7 separate regions of the Mus musculus genome follow, and all the other regions are linked to region 5. A link is a contact called in public promoter capture Hi-C and targeted proximity ligation data. All regions are on one chromosome and are shown on one strand. The core of a region is the stretch at or near the end of the contact, and the rest is flanking DNA. Distances in the headings are between cores, read along the strand shown.

Region 1 (3,161 bases), core at 71-2,570, 360 kb after region 5:
ACCTTACTTTTTATCTATTTTATCATTCTTTTTGAGGTCATTAGTCATTTTAAAACTTTTGAATTTCAATATCTTTTAAATTTTAATATATTTTATTGATGGATTGTAAGCATTTGGAATCATATTGTCTTAAATTTTCATAGTCTTTATTTTGCTACTTTCCAATTTTTGCATGTACTGAAACAAATACTTTTTTCTCTTATTTATTTATTTATTTATTTATTTATTTATTTATTTATTCATTTATTCATTTTACATCCTGATCAGAGCCCTCTTCCCTCATTTCCTCCTAGTCCCACCCTCACACACCCCTTCTCCCATCTTTTTCTCCTCAGAGAAGGGGGGGCTCCCCCATTGTTACCATCCTGCCCTGGCACATAAAGATGCAAAACGACTAAGTGCATCCTCTCCTACTGAGGCCAGATAAGGCAGCCTACTAAGGGAAAGGGACCCAAAGGCAGGCAACAGTCATAGGCAGCCCCACTTCACTCATTAGGAGGCCCACATAAAGAACAAGCTGAATATCTGCCACATATATGTAGAGGGTCTAGGTCTAGCCCATCCATGATCTTCTGTTGGTGGTTCATTCTCTGTGACCCCCCCCCATTAAGGCAGATTAGTTGACTCTGTAGGTCTTCTTAGAACACTTGTTTTTTTAAATGAGTATCTTCTCAGTAGCTCACCTTCTCTTAATCTGTGTAAAGAACAAGAAATAAAAGTTATTTTTTTTAAATCCAGATATTTTAATGTAGTTAAAAAAAACCCAAGAATATCAACTAAACCCCCAATGAGACTCAAAGAGAAAGAAAATAAAGTTCTTCAAAACAATTAAAAGTCAGTATTTATTCATTGCAGAAGAAAACAAAATGGAGATGATACACCCATCCACCACTTGCCTTTTGTAGTTTGTTGAATGATGTGAGGGCACCCAGTCATGTCTCTGAAGGCCAAACAATTTAGATTAGAAAGGCCTTTATGCAGGCTGAGCCCCTTCATTGCCTTTCCTGCTAGGCTGGATTTCTACCAGTGGTGGTTTCTCCTCCCCAGCCCACCCCCAGTATGGAGACCTGCCAATGGAGAGGGGTAGAGAGGGCAGGGGGTGCCCTCACACTAATTCTGCTGGCTGACCTGATGAACTCTTTCCTTTTCATGCTCCTTCACACCAGATCAGGGATTGGTACAGGAAAGTCTCAAGTTGTCACTGCTTTTCGTTCAATTTCTCAAGCTTTCTGTGAGTGCCCAAAGCAGGCCGTGCTGGCTGGGCAAACTGCAGGTCACTGACTAATCCCATTGATCCCTTGCTAGTAGTCACATACAGCTAGCCTCTCCCCCTTACCAGAGTTCAGTCTGTAGTTGCCCTGACATATTTACCTTTAACTTATCTCTCTGTGGCACCACCTATAATTTCCACACAAGTAGATCTGTGTCCATAAATATGAGTCCAAGTCACAACAAGTTTCCTGGGTTCAGATGGATGCTTAGAGTGGTCACTTGCTTAGGTAGCAAAGAAAGAGAAACCTCTGAGGCTTAGAGAGATAGCATATGAAGTGTCTGGCTATCCGGTTGTCTTAGTTGGTATTTCATTGCTGTGAAGAGACACTGTGACCAAGGCAAATCTTAGAAAGGTAAATAATTAACTGGGACTGGATTACAGTTTCAGAGATTCAGTTCATTTTCATCGTGGCAGAAAGCATGGCAGTGTGTAGGCAGTGATGGTGATGGGGGAGCTGAGAATTCTACATCTTGTTCTGACCATCTTCTGAATGCAGCAGGAGGTGGGAGAGAATGGAGGAGTGTCACACTGGCCAGATTTGAGCAGATATATGAGACTTCAAAGCCCCTCCTCCAGAGACACACTTCTTCTAACAAGGCTATAATTCCTCCAATAAGGCCACTCCTCCCATGGGCCAAGCATATTTATACCAACACACCAGCCAAACTATTTGACTGTAAGAATTCCCCTCAGATGACCCCCTTCTACAACATCAGTAAACAAGGTGGTGAGTGCAAGTGTCTCTTCTTCAGTGTATTCATGCTGCAGAAAACAGAGAGCTCCTGACTTAATACTATATTTTTTACAGAGTTTCAATTTCCATTTCCATGAAGTACCCTTCAATACACACACACACACACACACACACACACACACACACACACACACGGATGCACTTGATTTTATGTTTATTCATTTGTCTCTGGGGGAGGTTGCGGGGTGTGCTTCCCACAGAGGCTAGACCAGGCCATTAGATCGGCTGGAGCTAGAATTGTGGGTGGTTGTGGATCTTGCTGTATGTGTTCTGGGAAATGAACTATAGTTTGTTGAAAGAGCAGTAAGTGCTCTAACCATCAAGCAGCCCCTCCTTTTCTTTTTTACTTGCAGCCTTCATATCATTTTGACTAGTGTCTGATGATAGGACCCATTGTTTCTTTTATAGTCTAATGCTCACCATTTTTGGATTTCATCTGTTTCCAGTCTACTATTTCTGCTACACTCACCTCACTTCCCATGCAGGAAAGCATTGCCACCTTCCAAGGTAAAGTCTACTCTTTAGACTGGGGCCGAATATTCAAAGTAACTAAAAATAACTAAGGAATATTTATTTTTATTTTAGTTTTAAAGTCAACCACATTATCTAGTGACACATTTCTGTACTCTGAGTTTATAGAGAGAAACAGAAGCGTTCCCTCATTCAGCTTAACTGAATCATAACTCAAAGAACCAAATATTAGTTTCCCCAACACTGAAATTTCCACAGAGGGTACAAATGATGGATTTTGACTATGTCATCACCCTGTGTGGTGTTTAGTAGTCTTTTTATCATGACAACATACATAACAAAAATAAGAAAATAAGGGTTCACTTTGTCTCACATTCATTTTTTTAATCTTATTTTTTTAATTAGGTATTTATTTCATTTACATTTCCAATGCTATCCCAAAAGTCTCCCACACACTCCCCCACCCACTCCCACTTCTTGGCCCTGGCATTCCCCTGTACTGAGGCATATAAAGTTTGCATGACCAATGGGCCTCTCTTTCCACTGATGGCCGACTAGGCCTTCTTCTGATACATATGCAGCTAGAGACATGAGCTCTGGGTAGTACTGGGTAGTTCATATTGTTGTTCCATTTATAGGGTTGCAGATCCCTTTAGCTCCTTG
Region 2 (3,236 bases), core at 380-2,879, 500 kb after region 5:
ACAAGAATATTTCGAACACTAGTTTCAGGAACAATATAGAAACTCTGTGTTTTGACCTTTAGTATCAAGCTTAAAGCAAAGAGATCAAGAGGCTAGGCAGGAGTATTGAAAAGGAATTAGAGAAACTCTTGAAGGGATGGTCTTATGTTTAAGAGAAAGGGGCTGAAAATAGCCAAAGTTCAGGACTGAACAGCAGAATCACACTGGAGAAGGGCCTCTTCAGAGCACATGCGTAGAACAAACAGATTGTGGGGTTTGGGGTCATGGTTGACAGTGCTCTGTGCTAGGCACAGTGGAATATGTTTTCGCATGTCACTTTGAAGGAAAGAGGGACTCTTCCTTTTCTTTCCCCTTCCCATCCCTTCATAACCTTGGTGTTCCATTGTCCATTTAAACCATGGCTTACTACAAAAGACATTGTTTCCTACCAAAGACATTTCATGAAGATGAGGAGACATCACACTCCCCAGACGACTGAAACCAGCATGTCTGAACATATGTCAGAGTCTCTGCACTAGTCGTCAATCTGCTCTGTCTCATGGACCAAGTGTCTCTGCCTCTGGTAAGATGGTAACAACATCACAGATCCCATGAAAGGGTCGTGAAACAACCCATGGAGCTAAAAGATATAGCACCATGTGGATTCTTCATCAGTCTCTGGACACTCACAGGTCCCAGAAGAGTCTCCACAAGAGGCTAATGGTTCTGTACATTCTCTTGTGCCTTGCCCAGTCTTCCCAACTGCCAGCTCAAAAACACAAAGCATTTTGGCATTGGCTAGCTCAATCAAGACCACTGGTGTGCTCGCCTTTCTACCACAAGCACTTTACACACAAGAGAAGTGAAAAGCTATTAGAACCATAACTCAACTTGGACCTTTTCCTCTCACAGGTCTTAAGCATGGACACACATTAGCAAAGCACAAAAGGAGCCCTCATGAGAGTTGGTGTGAGGCTTCGTATTTGTTGTCAACTTGACTGGATTAAGAAATATCTGAGACTGGTGAAAGACACCCCTGCATGGCCCTTGATGGAGTTTCCAGGGATAACTGTTGTGTAGGACAGTGACTGAGAACAAAGACCCACATTGAATACTAGCTGTGCCTTCTAAGCTGCTCAAATGATCAGAAACTGGGTGGAAACAGCACGCACAACATGCACATCCCTTTCCTGTCGAGTGAGTGCATGCATGGCTGCAGATATACTGGCTTCTCTGGCCTTTCAATGTGAATTCCATAACAGCATCTCTTTAGGGAATCTTTAAGTCCTGTAGCACAGGACTGGTAGTGTCGAGCTTCCTGGGCTGTTCAGCTGCCCAGCACACTGCCTTTCCAGCGTGTAGATGGCCACCTTTAGATTACCCAGTCCTGTCTTATGAATCAACCCAATCTACTATTATACTAGCTATATACATTTTATTGTCTCTATTACTTTAGACAGCTTTAGATGATGCATGACCCGAGTCTGAGTTCTAGCCTACTTTCTTGTTCCAGTTCTACTCTCACCTACCCACGGGAACTTGGATAAATGAATCTGTCTCTTTAAAGATGACTCATGAGAGGTTTCAGCCCATCTCCTCTACAAACTGGCGATGATATCACCACTCCTGTTTACCACTCCATCGTAAGACACATTCTGCAAGATTATGTTTTGTTACTGTTTGTGATTGTTAGAGAAGAGACTCTGGATGCTTGCAGGATGCTTTTGGAAGCACAAGTTGTCCTTAGGTTTAACTCAAATTCCACATTCTTGAGGTCAGCATTCCAGTTTTCCAGAAGAAATTACTCTCCGTGCTCTGTGTCTCCAAGCACTTTGTCAGGCCCCTCTACTACACTTGCACATCCCCGCCACGGCCCTTGAAATCCAAAAGTCCTATGTCTCATGCCTTTGAATCCTCGGGGCCCAGCACTCTCCTGTACATCATGTCTGTGCTGAAAATACTTGGATAAATGAGATTCCCCCAACAGTGAATTGGTTCTGGACTACTTGCCTTTAAGCAGGTCATCTTTGGCTTAGAATCTCAGCACATTTTTAGAAATTGGAAAGGCTTGTCCACAATGTCAGAAGGGAACCACAGGAATATGATAAGGTGGGGCTATCAGATGCTTTGGAAGTCATTTCATATTCAATTTCCTTTGTTCTTGGATCTCTAAATCAAAGGTGGTTTTATCCTTTCTTTCTCTAACTTCAAAATGATATCTGCCCTTCCGGTCCACTGCAGCACCAGGGTCCCTGGCACGGGGAGTCTCCGGACACCCGCATAATTGAAATACTGAAATTCAGAATGGGTCCACGTGATCTTGTAGATGTGTCCACTACAGAAAAACTGTCAATAAAACAGAACTGTGCCAAAGCCTAAGCTCAGGTCTCCATAAAATACACAGTCCCCTATCCTCAGGTGCCAAGAGACATAAACAAGATACTTTTATTGTAAAGGAATGTGAAGCAACTAGATCAAAAAGGTTTGGGTGGGGTTTTTTTCCCCTTCCTTCAGTGTGATCTAAAGCTGAAATGCAATCCAGCAGTTAAAAATGGAGCAATTTGAAGGTGTTTGGTTCCAAAGTATGAAATATGCAGAACTGTAGTCTGAAGTCTGTTGAGTTGGCTGGCCATGAGACTTGCCAGCCTTTCTTGCGCACTCTCTAAAGGGAAGGATTGCCGGGATTCAGCAGAGCCAGACAACATCCCAACAGTATTAGCATCACTTGCCCCGCTGCTCTCCATAGTAAGAACATCCCGTAATAGTGTGTAATCATATTGTGCAATGCTGTGTCTAAAGACAGGCCTTATTAAATGGGAGATGGCCACTGATATGTTTCTCTGTGTCATAAAGTAATCATAACTTTTTAAGAGCATCGAAGACAAATGGAATATTGCAAATGGTTCAAAGCACTGTGGAGAGGTAAAACAAATGGGCTGTCTGTACCTGTAGTCAAGATGCCATTCTTGGCAATAAAATTGTCTCCTGAGAGGAACGTATGCTGCCTCAGAGTTGGAAGATATGTGTGTATGCTTCTGCCCAACAAATCAGAATCTTTTTAATCACACTCAATTGTTAAATGTTGGGAAATAGTTTATGACTTGACTACACACAGGCAGATTTCCACTATGAGGCCTCAGACTGTGTTAGCTTAGTTCTGTAAGTTCTTTAATTTAATCTGTCCAGCAGTGCTTTTATTAGGAAGCAAAACTTGGATTTAAGGGAGTAAAGGCTTAAGGGAGCTGAGCATCTGGTTA
Region 3 (3,056 bases), core at 136-2,635, 340 kb before region 5:
CCCAGTTTCTCCTCAATCCCACTAAAGAAATGGTTTCTACTATGTTCATAGCAGCCTTATTTATAATAGCCAGAAGCTGGAAAGAACCCAGATGCCCCTCAACAGAGGAATGGATACAAAAAATGTGGTACATTTACACAATGGAGAACTACTCAGCTATTAAAAAGAATGAATTTATGAAATTCCTAGGCAAATGGTTGGACCTGGAGGGCATCATCCTGTGTGAGGTAACCCAAACACAAAAGAACTCAAATGATATGTATTCACTGATAAGTGGATAGTAGCCCAGAAACTTAGAATACCCACGATATAAGTTACAATTTGCAAAACACATGAAACTCAAGAAGAACGAAGACCAAAGTGTGGACACTTTGCCCCTTCTTAGAATTGGGAACAAAACACCCATGGAAGGAGTTGCAGAGACAAAGTTTGGAGCTGAGACAAAAGGATGGACCATGTAGAGACTGCCATATCCAGGGATCCATCCCATAATCAGCCTCCAAACTCTGACACCATTGCATACACTAGCAAGATTGTGCTGATAGGACCCTGATATAGCAGTCTGTAGTGAGACTACGCCGGGGCCTAGCAAACACATAAGTGGATGCTCACAGTCAGCTATTGGACGGATCACAGGGCCCCCAATGGAGGAGCTAGAGAAAATACCCAAGGAGCTAAAGGGATCTGCAATCCTATAGGTGGAACAACATTATGAACTAACCAGTACCCCGGAGCTCTTGACTCTAGCTGCATATGTATCAAAAGATGGCCTAGTTGGCCATCACTGGAAAGAGAGGCCCATTGGACTTGCAAACTTTATATGCCCCAGTACAGGGGAACGCCAGGGCCAAAAAGTGGGAGTGGGTGGATAGGGGGTTGGGGGGGGAGGGTATGGGGGACTTTTGGGATAGCAATGGAAATGTAAATGAGGAAAATACCTAATTAAAAAGAATTAAAAAAAATAAACATTTAAAACACACACACACACACACACACACACACACACACACACACACAAAGAAATGGTTTCTAGATCTTCTGTGATTCTCCTGTCTCTGCCTTGTCAGTATAAACTCCAACCCTCCACCCAGCGCTCCCCCACCTCTGCACACTGGGAGCTCAACATCCTAGACCTCACATTGCTTTTCTGAACAGCAGATGGTCGTTTGAGCCTCACTTGCTGTGCAATGCACTTGACCACTCAGATCTCTTACTTAACTAGGTTTATTTTGGATGTGCTTGGCTCAGCTCTCTCTCTCTCTCTCTCTCTCTCTCTCTCTCTCTCTCTCTCTCTCTCTCTCTCTCTCTCTCTGCAAGCCTACGTGATCCAGACAGCCTTGGCTCACAGCTCAACTTCGCAGGTCAGTTACACAATAAGTTACTCAGCTCTGGGAGCAAACAGTGTAATAATGCGAAGAGCCAAGATGATGAGCTAATTGCTCTAGAATTGAGCTCTGGCTATCTGGCCAATATGTCCTTCTCTGCCATAACCATAAGAATGTGAGCTTAATCATAGGAGAAAGACAAGGGAAACATTAGGGGACACCCAAGAACACAAGCCCACGAGGATAGACTCAGACACAACAGGTGGAGATTTCTACAACGTTCATTCTCTTCTCTAGGCAAATGGAAGATGAATGCAGTCTGCTCTGGAAAGGAGCGAGCATTTGGATGGTCTACAGGGTTAGAGCCAGACAGTCCTAAGTTTAGCTTTGGCTCTAAAACCTACTAAGTTGTGTAACTTTGGGCAAATTACATAAGCTCCCTGCGTATTGCCTTCCTCATTTATCAAATGAAAATAAGGACTTTGGATAGAGAGGGCTAGCCTGAGAAATCCAGACCATGTGTGTGAACCATCTGCCTAGCTCCATACCTAGCCTGGACAGAACATTAAAATGTAATAATTATCACCTCTCTGTGTCTGCTTCGGCTCCTGTCATCCACAAAAGAATTTCAAATATGGTGGTGCAATTATGTGTATATGCAGGTTCTCAGTCACTGTTTTTTTTTATTTTTTTTTATTTTTATTTTTTATTTACCATGGTTGCACACCAACATCAGTCAGCGCTTCAGAAAATACTGAGGCCTAAGCCCTACTCCAGAAGAGTCAGATGAGAACGGCAAGCGGGCAGTGTGATGTTCATGTTCTCGCTCTCAGGTAATTCCAGTGTGCAGCGAGATCTGAGAACTTCTCATTTACATGGGAGGCTCCTGAACCCAGAGAGAAAGGTTTCTCTGTTTCTGTGTCTTTATGCCTAGGTGGATACCCTCCCTGAAAGATAGAGAGGGCGGTTCAAATTCTCAGTCTGGCTGGTACATTTCCTGGCAAGTAGATAAAGGAAAGGTACAGCAATACAGGGTTGCCCTTGCTACCAACGCAGCAGATCCTTTTCTGACTGTGACCACACACCTGCCATGAAACAGCATAAGGGAGCAAATGGACATTCTACTGCTAAGTTGTCATGTGTTATTTAAACTTGCTGAGAAGCTGGCTCTGCAAAAGGAGACATCCTGCGCCGCCACTTCAGACTCAAACATGCCATATCAAGTGTCCTCCATGATTCTTGTTTGAGGATGGCCTGCCCCAAGACCCCAACACTGTGACAAGGAAGGAAGAGTGTAACAGATGGAGGGTTAAAACATCGTGTCCTCAAGAACTCGGAGAAGGCGAGCTATTCCCAACAGATGTCACCATTGTTTCTGCCATGATATAAAAGTGCCCTGCATTGAGAGTAGGAAGCCAGAAGTCCAGACATGGGAGCTCAGTCGTGGCAGAACTGGCGCCTCCAGCTGACTGCCTCAAATACCTGAGTTATCTCCGCTTGGTGTCCTGAGCACCACCTTACACGATGCTGTCCTGTCTGCCGCTTTTGCCTGCCCACTGTGTCTGTATAACTGCTAATTGCTATCAACTCCTTTACTTTTGTTTGGGATGTACTTAATAAACTTATTCAAAACCAAAGCGTTAGGTTCATTCTCCTGACTGTGCACTACAGGGTAAAAGGATTCTGGTTTATGGCTTGAGGCAATGCATTGTGGGGAAGTTTGGTGGCAGG
Region 4 (3,045 bases), core at 458-2,957, 290 kb after region 5:
TATCCATTGTTATGTATGTTGGTTAGAGTTTTGTCAATTTGACTTAATCTAGAGTGACCTGGGTAGAAGGAACCTCAATTGGGGGAAAAATGACCCCATTAGTTTGCCTTGGAAGCAAATCTCCGATAGCATTTTTGTTTTTCTGTTTGTTTTGTTTTGATTTGATTTGCCCTGATTGACTGGTGTAGGAGGGCCCAACCCACTTCGGGCAGTTCCACCCCCCTGGGCTGATGGTTCTGTGTGAAGTAAAAAAAAAAAAAAAAAGGCAGACTGAGAAAGCCATGGAGGCCAAGTCAGTGAGCAGCATTCTTCCATGCCATTTGCTTCAGTTTGTGCCTTCAGTTTCCTGCTTTGGGTGTCTGCCCTGACTTCCCTTCTTCATCACGGACTGTGATCTGGGTGAGTAAGCCAAAGAAACTCTTTCCTCTCCAGGTTGCTTTTGCTTGTGGTGTTTTATTACAGCAGCAGAATCCCAAGTAGAGCATCAGGTTAGGAGTCTTACCTTTTAATACAGGCAACACACACACACACATACATACATACATACATACATACATACGTATGTATATTTCTGTTTGTGGTTTGTCAAATCTATTAAAACAGAACCCACAAACACTGAAGACTTGCTCCATTTCAGTTCTTTAGACATCACTAAGGCCATCCTGGTTAACAGAACTTTTGACTTCACCCCTCGGCTCCTCACGCCTGGGAATATCAGCACCCACTTTTCATTAGCCATCCCCCATTGCATCCCTTGCCAGCCTGCCACTGCCAGGCCATTTAGAACTGTGGTTGAATGCAGGTAGAATATAAAAGAAGTGGGGTAGAATCCAGACACCCAGGTCTTCAAATGGGGCCACAGCAGGTTCTTAATATTTTTGAGGCATGAAGGCATTTTTCTCTGAAGCTTATTCTCATTAATCTTATTCTCTCTCTCTCTCTCTCTCTCTCTCTCTCTCTCTCTCTCTCTCTCTCTCTCTCTTTCTCTTTCTCATCTTCCCATATTTCATAAAAAACTGAAGTAGTACAAAAACTCATGCCAGATGTTCATGTATATCTCAGCATGTATATGAAAAAGAAACGTTTGGAGAGGACTTGGACCTTGTCAGGCCAAGCTATAGGAAGAGAAAATGAGACATGAAAGAATGAAGGAAAGGATAATGTAGAGAAACATTCAGCAGAAGAGTTCCCATGAGAGCTAGGATGCAGAGATGGTCATTGGAGTTAGGCACAAAAGATGTCCAAGCATCCTGCCCAAAGAGACTAGAACTATCTATACTGTATATTATCTCAGACTTATAGAAAAAGAAGACTCGAAGATTCAGGATAGGCAAGAGAACAGATCTACAAGGCCAGAGTGGAAACAAAACTCAGTGATATTGTACAAAAGTCAGGATATTTGATAAACTGAGCTGCAGACAACAGGTATGTCAGCCCCAAGGCACTGAAGTTCATTATCTTTATATAAGTTGCCCCCTAAAGAAAGGTGCATGAGGCTGAGTTGGATCGGCTTGGATTGGAATGTACTAAATTGAATCAAATCAATCTCCAGTGGCTGAGGAGACAGTCAATTCCCAATAACCACAAACAGATTCAGAAACAAACAAACAAAAAAAAAATGGAATAACTTTCCACATTCTGAGAACAGGTTGGAAGGGGGAAAAGAAAACATTTGATTTCTTAATCACAAGCTTTGGCTGCAAACATCTTATGTTTGAATGTCTGAAAATAGTGTTTTGTCTGCCAACTTTCTGTTTTGCACAACTGCCCAAATGGGTTACAGCTGTTTAATTCAAAACCCTAATTCTAAAGCAAGCTCATGGCTCGGTCGGTCCAGAGCCTTGAGTTCCACTGGGAACTTTACTTCACTCTCCTTTTTGTTTTTTTATTTTGTTTTTGTTTTGGGGGTTTGGGGATTTTTTTGTTTGTTTGTTTTATGTGTTTGAGGGAGGGGTATTTCACATTGTTCTTTCAAAAAATGGATTCCTTAGTAAACCAGAGTTATATATTTCACTAAATTCACTCTATGACTACCTAGGTGAGTTGTAGAAATTCCACTCTTTTGTTAGAAATACCTTTACCTTAGATAGGACTCAGAATATGTCTATATAAGTATGGTAGGAATACAAATAAGTTATTATAATCATCAAAATAACAACAACAACAACAACAACAATAATAATAACAGTGGGAAAACTCTCTAGTTCAGTAATGGTTTTTCTTGGACTCATTTAATCGCCCCTATACACTAAGATCTTCTAGATTTTCTCACAAGCCTTTTGTTTCTGCAATGACCATATTGAGAATCCAAGCCACAGGGTAATATTATATCTCACATGGGCATAAGACATGAAGCGTCCTACTATAGGAAAGAAGGAAGACCTGAGTAAGGGCTTTATGAAGTCTGGCTTCAGATCCAGGGTCTGAAAGGTTGCTGTTGTGAGGCTCATCTGCAGTGGAATGGAGGATGAATTCTGCTCTTGAAGTGTTTTTATTGGATTAAAGTCTATCCCAGTAGGTTGGTGGGAAAATGAGCTCAAGAAGCCATGTACTCGTTGGCTAATTGGAAAAGTCAGTGCTTGTGTGTCATTCAGCATCACCATCCAGTTCAACCTATGTATTCAGACCTCTATGAACTTTTAAAGCAACGAATTGGGCTTTTGTAGAAAGCCAAATGTCACCATAATCATTCTGCTAAATTAGAGCTGGGTTCTGATGCAAAGTAGCGTTATATACTCAAAGAAACTGAGAAAAACAATGAGGAGTGGCATTTAAGTATGATTGTTGATGCTTAACCTAGAGACTAAGAAAAGTTTCCAGCATCAGATTATCAAAGGACACTAGATTTATAAATATCCTGGTAATGTTTGGGTTTCCTAGGTCAGGATCAAGGATGTTCACAATCAGGATCAAGATTGGAATCAGGCTTTTTCTCTGAGGGACGAGGGCATTAACTCAGAAGAGTAAAGAGAAGACAGAGGTCACGAGCAAAGGCAGGTGCAGCTATTTGAGCCTTTGTAAGCCTTGCGCTTGTATGATCTCCTG
Region 5 (3,053 bases), core at 533-3,032:
AAACGGTTCTCAGAAACCATCTGTGCCCTCGTGCTTCAGCAGTATTAGTGGGCACCTTCCTGTCCCGCAGCCTTGAAGCACCGTGTGAACGCCCCCAAACGCCCCTAGGGCCCTCCCACCTTGGCTTTACTTTCAATTCTAGTCGCGTCAGAGCCGCGGCAGGGCTCCCTCCCTGGATCAGTTCCAAAGAAGTTGTGAGGTCCTTAGGAGGGGCATTTAACGGAGCCCTCTCCAGTCCAGTTTTTGGTAGGGACATGGGGAAGAGGACATTGAAATCCAGGCCATTTAAGCCAGAATACAAATCGGTGGCGCTGCCAAGGGTCCCATAAAATGTATTGGCATTTCCCTCAGCATGGCAAATCGAACGAAAACCCACCAAAGGCACCTCAGCAAAGCATTCCTGCCACACGCCACAACCGGGTACCCCAGGTTCCACGCCAGTAGAAGATTCCCAAGTTCCCGGAGCAGAACATTTCAGCCGCTTTCAATGTCTCCCAGGTTCCTCCCCACCCAGCTCCGGGGGCCCACATTTGGATCCTGGCCAAGAGAGGCAGCAGCCAGGACCCCCCTAAATCCGTGCTTCCCTCCCAGTGTCCCGCCCCCTTCCTCTCTCCCCACCACCTCCCTTCCAGACGCCGCACTCAAAGCCCTCCAGAGCACAGCAATTCTGTGGCCCAGGAGGTTAATCCAGGCTTTTCTCTCCCAGTTAGAACCAGGGGCGTTCTCACTCCTTGGCCTCCAAAAGTCTCAACCTTCCCTGCCACAGCCACTCGCAGGGCTATTTCCTCAAGCTAAATAGCGCTTCTGGACTTCCCAGGTCCAAAGGTCCAGGCGAGTCTCAACCTGTCCAAGGGCACTCCATATTTTCCACAGACCCTACCTGTCCCTCATTGCTTGTAAAAACAAATTAAACAGAGATCCCAGCAACTTCGGGGCATGTGTGTGACTGTGCAACGAGCGCGTTGGAGAGAGCATCGCCCTAGAGTTCGGGCCACAGCTGCAGAAGCACATCTGGAAAAGGGGGAGGGGTCGAAGCGGAGGGGACAAGAAGCCCCCAAACGACTAGCTTCTGGGTGCAGAGCCTGTGTCACCGGGGGTTGGTTACCTGTCCTACGTTGATGAATCCGTACTTGCTGGCTATGCGATCTGCCTCCGCGAAGCCGCCGGCGATCTTCACTGCCCAGTGGTTGGTGTAGACGCGCGTCCGGCATACCGGGAGCAGACAGCCGGCGAGCAGTGCCAGCACGCACAGCAGGTCCCGCCGTCCCGGGCGGCTGCAGCGGTTCCCCCAGTCCCAGTCCATGGTCCCGACGCTTCGCCGCCTTCGCCCGCCCGCTGGCTCGCGCGCTAAGCAGCGCGCACAACTAACTTCTCCGGCCTGGGCCGGCGGGGCGCGCAGCCGGGAGCGGTCGGTAGGAGGCTGAGAGCCCGGGAGCAGAGCAGAACAGCTAGCCCCTCTCAGGCTCTTAGACCATGCCTGGGGCAGAGGGGACGGGGTGACGGGCTCTGGGCCGGCGGGGCGTTGAGCGATCGCTCCCCGGCTTGCACGGGAGGCGGCGGAGTGGGACTGGAGCCTCCGCCGCGGGCTCTCCCGGCTTTGCTCTTGGACTCTTCGTTTGCCTCTTGCTCCTCTCCGGCCCTGGAGCTCCGTGGAAACGACCGGCCGGAGCGCAAGCAGCGGCCGGGCGCCCCCTCTGCTGAACCCGGCTCCAAGCGCTCGCTCGCTCGCTCGCCCTCTCGCTGCGCTCCCTCCGGCTCCGAGCAGCGCGCCGGGACTGTGAGTGGCGACGGCAGCGGCGCCCGCTCCGCATAAATGACTCCCCCGCCCCCCGGAGCACCCCTCCTTTCCCACATCTCCCTCCTCCTCTACTCCTCCGCCCTCACGAGCGGGGCCTCAGCCAGGAGCCACCCAGGTCCTAGCGCCTCCCTGTTCTCCCTGCTGTAAACTCCAGGGTCGGGCCAGTGAAGTCCTCTCCCCAAAGGGCTGAGAGGAGAGTGCCTCCGGAGTCTTGATTTCTATCCTTTTTATTCCGCCGGGCTGCATTTGAATTAATTTCCCGTTACTCTGGAAAGTCTAAGATTTACAGGATAATGAGAGGGAAGTATGGGCAAAGATTCATTCATCCCGGCGCTAAACGCCCAGGACTGAGCATTTTAAGGTCACTCCTGTCTCAATTTCAAAACAAATATCGAGATTTTCACTTCACTAATTCTTTATGCTTTTCAGTAACTGTTTATTTTGCGCATTCTGCTCCCCGGAGAAGCTGTCACACAGGACAGTTAAGTATCATTCACTCTTACAAAAGCCAAAGCCAAAAGTCTGTCGCCTGTTGACTTGGGAGATCAGCCATTCTGATACTCAGCAGCAACATCACAGGAGGGTGAAATCCCTGCTTAGAGCATGGAAAGATATTTCTATGAATATCTACAGTACTAGAGAACGGATAAGTGTGGGTTCCAAGGGAGCGGCCATTCGGTCATTCGTTTCTGTGTCCTTATCTCCAAGGGCTTCATTTACCTCAGCAAGGAGAGTTTTCCAACTTTCCAAGTATGTCACCAGAGCAGAGGGGGAGAGTAATATAAAAAGGACCACAGAGGAAGTCAGATGAAATGCCACCAAGTCTGCGTTAAAGTACCATGACTTCAGACACAACAGGGAATGGTGTCTGGCCTTCTTCAGACTTCTCTAACCACCTTGTCTTTTGCAGGTGAGGGGCCAAAGAGTAGTTTCTTGTAAAAAGAAAAATTGGTCTTTATGAAATGGTTTGCCTAACCTTAAAAGAAGCAGCTGTCCGAAGCCCTCACATCCTATCCCTCTCCTCTTCCAATCCCTTGTCATTCTTCCTAAAGACTAGTTGACTGTGTCTGAGATTAACCCATCTCAGGATGATTTAACTGTCTGAAGGATATCTGCAAGCTTAAATCTACTAGCACCTTGGAGCATAAATTTTATAGATTTTGCATATTGTATAAATAGATTATATTTTTTTTCTTTCAAACAAATTCAAATAACAATGCCCATACATTACAGATCAAGAGGTAGATGAGAAAAG
Region 6 (3,279 bases), core at 635-3,134, 400 kb before region 5:
CTACACAGAGAAACCCTGTCTCGAATAAACAAACAAACAAACAAAACAAACAAACAAACAGAAAACCTTATTGGAAGAGGGTTCAAGGTCCATGGCAACAACTCTCTCCTTCCCTGCTGCTAGACATATAGGTTAGGGAAAGACATCCCATTTAAATAACAGCAGCAGCAACAACAACAACAACAACAACAACAACAACAACAACAACAATAATTGTTGTTATTGGTGGTGGTAGTGTTTGTATGTGTGTACAGATGTATATGTAGGCATGCATGCGGAGGTCAGAGGATAACTTTTAGGAGCTGTTCTTTCCTTCTGTCATGGGATCTGAGGATTACACTCAAGTTGCTCATGCAGCCAGCACTTTTACCTACTAAGCCATGTCAGTGGCCCAGAAGATACTGGCTTACCGTGCATCCAAACCTTCAGTGAAACGGATGACAAGGAGGAGGAGCACAAAGGTCGGATGCTCAGTGGCGGGGCACTTGCAGTGTGTGCTATTTTCCCTGAAAATAAATACGTGAAAAGGAAAGAAAAAGAGAAATGGGATTTGCTTTTCTTGAAGCAGTTGGGAGTATCTATGATGCTTTCAGATCTTCTTGTCACATCTTCTGGGTGTGGTGCTACCTATGTAACTTCTATCCATGTGATCGTCAATAAATTCTTAAACTTCTCGGAGCCCGATTCTCTGAACTTTAACTTTGATGTCAGAATTCAAACAGAGCTTGTGAGCAAATGTGTTGATTTATTTTATTTATTTTTATTTTAATGATTTTATTTTTATTTATTTCAACTATCGATGCATTTTCTTATGGTTTCAAGTTTAGGAACACAACCAAGAATGGATGCAGAAAATCAGTGGCTCCCAGGAAAGCTGCTTATCCTATACTTGCTGTAAGATGTGGAGGAATTGGAAGAGCAGGGCCAGCAAGCTTCCTCCTGTGTTCTGTTCAAACAGCCAGAAAGAGGAGAGTTTGTATTTCTGTTGTAATGGGGGACTGAGCTTCCTCTGTGGTCATAACGAATGGCTATAGGGCTCAAGTTATCTTAGATCCTTTCAGTTCTTGTGAATCTCATGGAAGCTGAAGGTTGGTAGCCTGAGTATCTTATGAATGAAAGAGATGGTTCAGTGTTAAACATAGGCTGTGCGGAGTGTAGCCATATGTAGGCCATTTTCACTTCCCAGAAAGACATGTGGGAAATGAGCTCTCCAAGGGTGGGAGTGGAAGAGCATACACCAAGCCCAGGTCTCAGTACCTTTCCCTCTCTGTATTCCCCTACGATACATTCTGGGATGCAGATTCCTTTCAGAAGGTGGTAGCTCCACACACAGGACAAGCAACTCCACGCCTCCTTTCCTGAAAGAGAGAGAGAGAGAGAAAAAAAATCACATTATGAGACAGATTTCAGATTCTAACCTCTGTTTTGCAGTCAAAAAACTTGGGAGTAAGGAAAATGTCAAGTAAATTGAAGCTGAAAGGGGACCGAGGCTATGACAAGTATCTACAGGACAAAGTAAAGACACACAGAATTCGCAGTCTCTTCCCAGGGACTCTCAGTCTGGACAGTGAGAATTTGAGGACGAGAGATGATGTGTCACAGCAAAAGATTTCTAGAAGACGAGAAGTCATGTGGAATGCTTCTGAAACCTGAGGGGCCAGCCAGGATGTAGCCTGTGGGAGCCTCCCTGCCCAGCATGTAAAAGGAAGGCCCAGGGTTCCAACTCCTGCTGGAAAAGGAATGTTCATGAAATCTTTTTCTTCTCCTACCATCAAACGTTTGTGGTTTCCTTGAGGATTCGAAATCCCCTTTGCTAGATAGTTTGCAATATGCATTATTATATACATAGCCTTCCCGCTGTGTAGCAGGCTGGCAGACCAGTGTGACTGGAACTAAGATTGCTTCCTTTCCAATTTGGCTCAAGTCCAGGCCCTAGGTAGTATTCAGTGGAGTGTGTCAGCCTTGGTGGAAACCAGTAACTTTATTTTCATGTCCTCCTTTGCTGTATTGCAAGCCCTGAACACATAGCTTTCACAAAGACTTAAGTTCCTGGGCATTTGTTTGTTTGTTTGTTTGTTTGTTTTTTCCAAGGCTAAGAGGCTCTATTACTGCTTCTAAGGGGCCTTGAGGCTGTAAAGACAGACCTTTTCACATTTCCTTAAAATTCAGAACAGCTCACCATCTGCTTTGCTTTTCACTGACCTAGCCTATTTTCATCCCCCTCCCCCAAACCAGCCCTGTGAATTCAATTCATGCAGGGCAGCCCTGGGAATTGACTGTGAGGAGCAATGGGCAGAGTCAGCCTGCCATCAAAGGTCTCCAGCTTAGGGTTGGAGAGATGGCTCAGCAGTTAAGAGCACTGACTGCTCTTCCGAAGGTCTTGAGTTCAAATCCCAGCAACCACATGGTTGACTCACAAACCATCCATAATGAGATCTGATGGCATCTTTTAGTGTGTCTAAAGACAACTGCAATGTACTAAGATATAATAATAACCCTAACCCTAAAAAAACAAAAAACAAAAAAGAAAGAGTTTGTTTGAGAAGTTCAGGGTTTATACTGTGTGGGGAAGATAAATAAGAAGGTGAGCTTGCTAAAGGAAGGACATAACTCACTCCAGAGGCAGCAGCTGCACATAATGGTATAGATTAGGTCCATGTGTGGTGCACCCACCTCCCTGACTCCCTGTGCTTCAGAATGCTATTTTTCTCTTCCCTCCCCAACCCTTTCCTCTTCTTTTCTCTCCTCCCCTTCCCCGCCCCTACTTCTGTTCCCTCTTCTCCCCTTTTTGTCCCCTCCCCTACTTTCCTCCCCTTTCCCTGCTGTTTCTGTTCTCTCTTCCCTTTTCCCACAGGATGTCAATGTGTCCACCCTCCCCCTCCCCCCACCTCCACCTCCACCCCTCCATCCCCCTGTGGCTGACTTCAACCTTCTAGCCTCCTCCTATCCCAGTCTTCTAAGTGCTGGAGTTACAAGTGTGTGCCCTGTGGCTGTCAAATAACTTTCTTCCTCTTTTTTATTTTTTAAAGACTTATTTTTTATTAATATGAGTACACTGTAGCTGTCTTCACACACACCAGAAGAGGGTATTAAATCCCATTACAGATGGTTGTGAGCCACCACGTGGTTGCTGGGAATTGAACTCAGGACCTCTGGAAGAGCAGTCAGTACTCTTAACTGTGGAGCCAACTCACCAGCTCCAATAGCTTTCTTCTTAACAGCTAAACTTACTGGGCAGTTGAAAGTGGATGAAAAACAGACATTCTGTTCATTCAAACT
Region 7 (3,275 bases), core at 776-3,275, 310 kb after region 5:
ACACACACATATATATATATATATATATATATATATATATATTCATTCTAAGTTATATACACCCTCCCTCATACTGCATAGGTGTAACTATACTTTTCTAGGACTTCCTCCACTTTATACTGCATCCACAAATATAGACCATCCAACAATCATAAATTACAAAGGCTAAAAATGAATTTTACAGTGATACTTTCTATCTGGATGACTAATCATATTATTGGCATTTTTTTTTTACAAAAATCAGTTTTTCCTATAGTTTGCAGCCTTGCACCTGAATCATCTGTATCTATTTACAAAATATAGAGTCCACAATTACACTACTACACAGGTGATTTAGACCTTTTGTCATGAAAGAGACTTGAGATTGCAAATTTTAAATAAATTTTATCAAATCCTTACACTTGGAAAAACTGAAAGCAGTCTTTAGAAGTTACGATAAATCAGGAAAAGCAAGAATTTAATATGTAGATTTAAAAATGTAAATATATACCTAAATTCAAAATTAGATAAACCAAGGCAATTGAAGCAGTTGCCTCTTGGGGCAATGATACAAACTCATTTCCATGGGATTTATCAATTGTCCATCCTAATAAACACATTCTAGAAAAATGCACTCAGAAAACATGTCTACTATAGGAAATTTGGGGTCTGGTAAATAGTTTCTAAAAATTCCTCAATTTTGATTGTTATTTTCCCATTCAAACTTTGCCTCTTGAATATGTTATGTCAAATGAGAGACAAGAACACAGAGTAACTTAGAATTCAAGGGCATCCGAGGACACAGCTGTCCTATGGATATAACTCACAATCCACCCTCCTTGTGGCCTTGCCCCCTCTGGTTCTGCTCTGTAGTCTTTCTCTCTTCACAACCTTTGCTCTGACCATGAGGTCATGGGAATATTTTACCTTCCTGTGGTTTTAGCTTCCCTTGGCACATCCTTCTGTCTTAACATCACCCAGCTCTTTTCTAATTTCCACAAAACCTACTTGACACGTATGGAATGAAACTTTACTTGTTTCTTAAAACCTATCTCCAATCTTGTATTTGCTTTTCAGGACCTTTTTACCTACATTTGTTCTCCTGTGGAACCTGAACAAAACAAACAATTATTGAGTGAATATTTGAAGTTGCTTTTTAATTATCACGTTCTAATTTCATTCATTGACTTAAGGGGGTGCTTTTAGACTTCTGATATTTTTGTTCAGATACTTAATATTCTAAAAGATTGTTGAGTTATTAGCTTTGGAAGTTTGATCACCAGAAAACAAAAAGAGCTCTGCATGGCACAAGCTGATATTTCTGATGGTCAGGAAGTTGGAGAAGAACCACTGATTTCAAGTCTGTCTGCATGACAGGGATTAAGGAGTTTTTATTTCAAACAGAAAAGGACAAAAGTCCAAAATATTCAAGAATATCTTTATAATCTAAAACAACTCTAGAATACTATGGGTCAGTAAAAGTGTGTGTGTGTCTGTCTGTCTGTCTGTGTGTGTGTATGTGTGTGTGTGTAGAGGGTGTGTGTAAAGAGAAATAATAGGGCGCCAAGAGAAAAGTAACATTGATTTTGTCTGGAGCACACTGATGGGATGCATAGTGCTAAATCTGATGTTCACATGTAAGCATGAAGGTAGATATACGCACATACTATGAGAAGCCTGCAGCTGGAGGCCCAAGCAGATCCACTGAGTGGAGGCTAAGAGCAGCTGTGTGAAACCTGGAACGAGACAAGGGGTTTCGGTTAAACAGATAGAATTTCAAAGCCTAACTCAGCCCTACTGAGACCCTGGCCAAATGGTTAACATTTGCTGACCCTCAATTTCTGTGCCTCTGCAGGCTAGGAGGGACTGGCTTTGGGGGCTGCAGTGACAGGTAGAGATAAAGTAGGAGCCAGCACATGGTGGGAACAGTAAACCAGTTGTCACTGTGGAAATGGCTAGGTGCTACACTTTTGTACATTGAGTCCTATCGTGTACCTAGAACATAAAATCAATATTCCCTCCATCTACCTGGAAACTATTATTTATTCCAAGAAACTGGCTTCAAATCAGGAATGTTTAGGGCAAAGGTTGGTTTTTACTGCTGTTTAAGCAGCAAGGGCTGTGTTGAAAGCTTCAGGGTCAGTAAACCCTACGTAAACAAGGCCAACTCAAAGTTCTATATTTAAAATCTGCTAGTCTAAAATACTACAATAATTTTCCATGTTCGTAAAGGTCTTGACACCCATATCTAGAAGATACTGCACTTTTAAAGGTTAGCTTGCTGTGGAAAGCCATAACTGAATATCAATGACTGAGTGATGTGGGGAAAATTGTAATGAACACCTTAAGTTCTCATTTGACAAATTCCTGCCCTTGGACTCTGGTAAGAAAAATGCGTATTTTCTGGAGACAAGGACTCCCCTTTGTCAAGGTGCCCTGGCTAAGATGTAGACATTTCTTGTGGTCAGCTTTCTCTATAATATGTTATTTTTGCAATTGCAAAGCTCTAATAAATTGAAAATGTATCGAGGAGTATCCGCTGCAACAGAGATAAACCTCAAAGGACATAAAACAAGTTTGAAAACTAGTAGTAGTTTCTACTGGGAAGACAGTCTCTGCAGCTAACTGTCGGAAGCCACCAGAAATAGCAGAAGACAGCAGCAGGGAGGAGCAAGCAGAATGGGAAGTTATATGGTATGAGCTATGTAAACTCTGCCATGTGTGAAATCCTCAGCCATTGCCTCCCCAGCTGCCACTTGGCCCCCAGTCAGCCTAGTGTAGATCTCCTGTGTTTTCAGAAGCAATGCGGAAGAAAAGGATGCAACTAGGCTCTGAATGTATCATCAAGATCATTTGAACAAAGGTGTCAGAGTCCTAGGTGCCAGATCCTGTGTCCTGATGGAGGAGAAGGCTACTTCTAGGATGCCAGCCCAGGTACTCCTTATCCTATAATGTGAGATGTGCCCAGACAAGTGTGTGAGAGAGAGGGCACCTGAAACACTATCATCCTTGTGCTTGGGTCAAAAGACAGTATTGTTTAAGCTGTTTTTATTTTTTTTTTTTTCTTAAGAAGAATCCTCCTGAAATGCATGTAGCATACCAGCCTCAGAGGCACCGGCTTGCTGTAAGCCTAGGATAAATATGTTTATTTGGTTTTCAGTCCTCACCTGGTGGGCCCTTGAAATGTTATTTCTGGACTTGCAAAGCATTGCAATTCTATTTTCCAAGGACTATTCAGGCTAATCTGCTACCACCACCGTGGAAGGAAAATAAAGATTCTTCTTTCTGGCTGCTAA

Evidence for each region. Promoter capture Hi-C pulls out the DNA fragments that hold promoters and counts their contacts.
Region 1: a contact with region 5 is called in a promoter capture Hi-C map of liver, with 3 times the contacts expected there. A contact is called at or near these places in 11 of 39 promoter capture datasets (the SN4741 cell line, cranial neural crest, embryonic stem cells and 7 more).
Region 2: a contact with region 5 is called in a targeted proximity ligation map of fibro-adipogenic progenitors, with 5 times the contacts expected there. A contact is called at or near these places in 9 of 39 promoter capture datasets (the 3T3-L1 cell line, the C10 cell line, the HPC-7 cell line and 6 more), 1 of 484 Hi-C or Micro-C datasets (Sertoli cells) and 8 of 130 datasets of targeted methods (cardiomyocytes, craniofacial prominence, embryonic forebrain and 5 more).
Region 3: a contact with region 5 is called in a promoter capture Hi-C map of liver, with 2.8 times the contacts expected there. A contact is called at or near these places in 10 of 39 promoter capture datasets (the HPC-7 cell line, HPC-7-derived erythroid cells, embryonic stem cells and 6 more), 4 of 484 Hi-C or Micro-C datasets (liver and uterus), 7 of 130 datasets of targeted methods (craniofacial prominence, embryonic forebrain, embryonic hindbrain and 4 more) and 1 of 9 other capture datasets (embryonic stem cells).
Region 4: a promoter capture Hi-C map of liver shows a contact between it and region 5, with 3 times the contacts expected there. A contact is called at or near these places in 4 of 39 promoter capture datasets (embryonic stem cells, frontonasal cranial neural crest, hippocampal neurons and 1 more), 1 of 484 Hi-C or Micro-C datasets (uterus), 1 of 130 datasets of targeted methods (neural tube) and 1 of 9 other capture datasets (embryonic stem cells).
Region 6: a contact with region 5 is called in a promoter capture Hi-C map of hippocampal neurons, with 5 times the contacts expected there. A contact is called at or near these places in 7 of 39 promoter capture datasets (cranial neural crest, embryonic stem cells, frontonasal cranial neural crest and 4 more), 2 of 130 datasets of targeted methods (embryonic forebrain and stem cell-derived neural progenitor cells) and 1 of 9 other capture datasets (embryonic stem cells).
Region 7: a promoter capture Hi-C map of liver shows a contact between it and region 5, with 2.9 times the contacts expected there. A contact is called at or near these places in 5 of 39 promoter capture datasets (embryonic stem cells, hippocampal neurons, liver and 1 more) and 1 of 484 Hi-C or Micro-C datasets (uterus).

The regions. Positions count from the first base shown.
Region 1 is chr19:18,198,976-18,202,136 of GRCm38.p6, forward strand. No RefSeq gene overlaps it. Among named protein-coding and RNA genes, the nearest start is that of Gm22880, 340 kb to the left of the region's middle.
Region 2 is chr19:18,335,287-18,338,522 of GRCm38.p6, forward strand. No RefSeq gene overlaps it. Among named protein-coding and RNA genes, the nearest start is that of Ostf1, 290 kb to the right of the region's middle.
Region 3 is chr19:17,497,331-17,500,386 of GRCm38.p6, forward strand. All of the region lies in intron 24 of Pcsk5 (proprotein convertase subtilisin/kexin type 5), which reads right to left. Among named protein-coding and RNA genes, the nearest start is that of Gm41813, 37 kb to the right of the region's middle.
Region 4 is chr19:18,127,259-18,130,303 of GRCm38.p6, forward strand. No RefSeq gene overlaps it. Among named protein-coding and RNA genes, the nearest start is that of Gm22880, 260 kb to the left of the region's middle.
Region 5 is chr19:17,835,850-17,838,902 of GRCm38.p6, forward strand. Pcsk5 (proprotein convertase subtilisin/kexin type 5) reads right to left here and starts at 1,783. Exons shown (of 38, transcript NM_001190483.2): 1 at 1,106-1,783. The coding sequence starts at 1,303.
Region 6 is chr19:17,437,762-17,441,040 of GRCm38.p6, forward strand. It overlaps Pcsk5 (proprotein convertase subtilisin/kexin type 5), which reads right to left. Exons shown (of 38, transcript NM_001190483.2): 36 at 1,258-1,358. Among named protein-coding and RNA genes, the nearest start is that of Rfk, 45 kb to the left of the region's middle.
Region 7 is chr19:18,144,631-18,147,905 of GRCm38.p6, forward strand. No RefSeq gene overlaps it. Among named protein-coding and RNA genes, the nearest start is that of Gm22880, 280 kb to the left of the region's middle.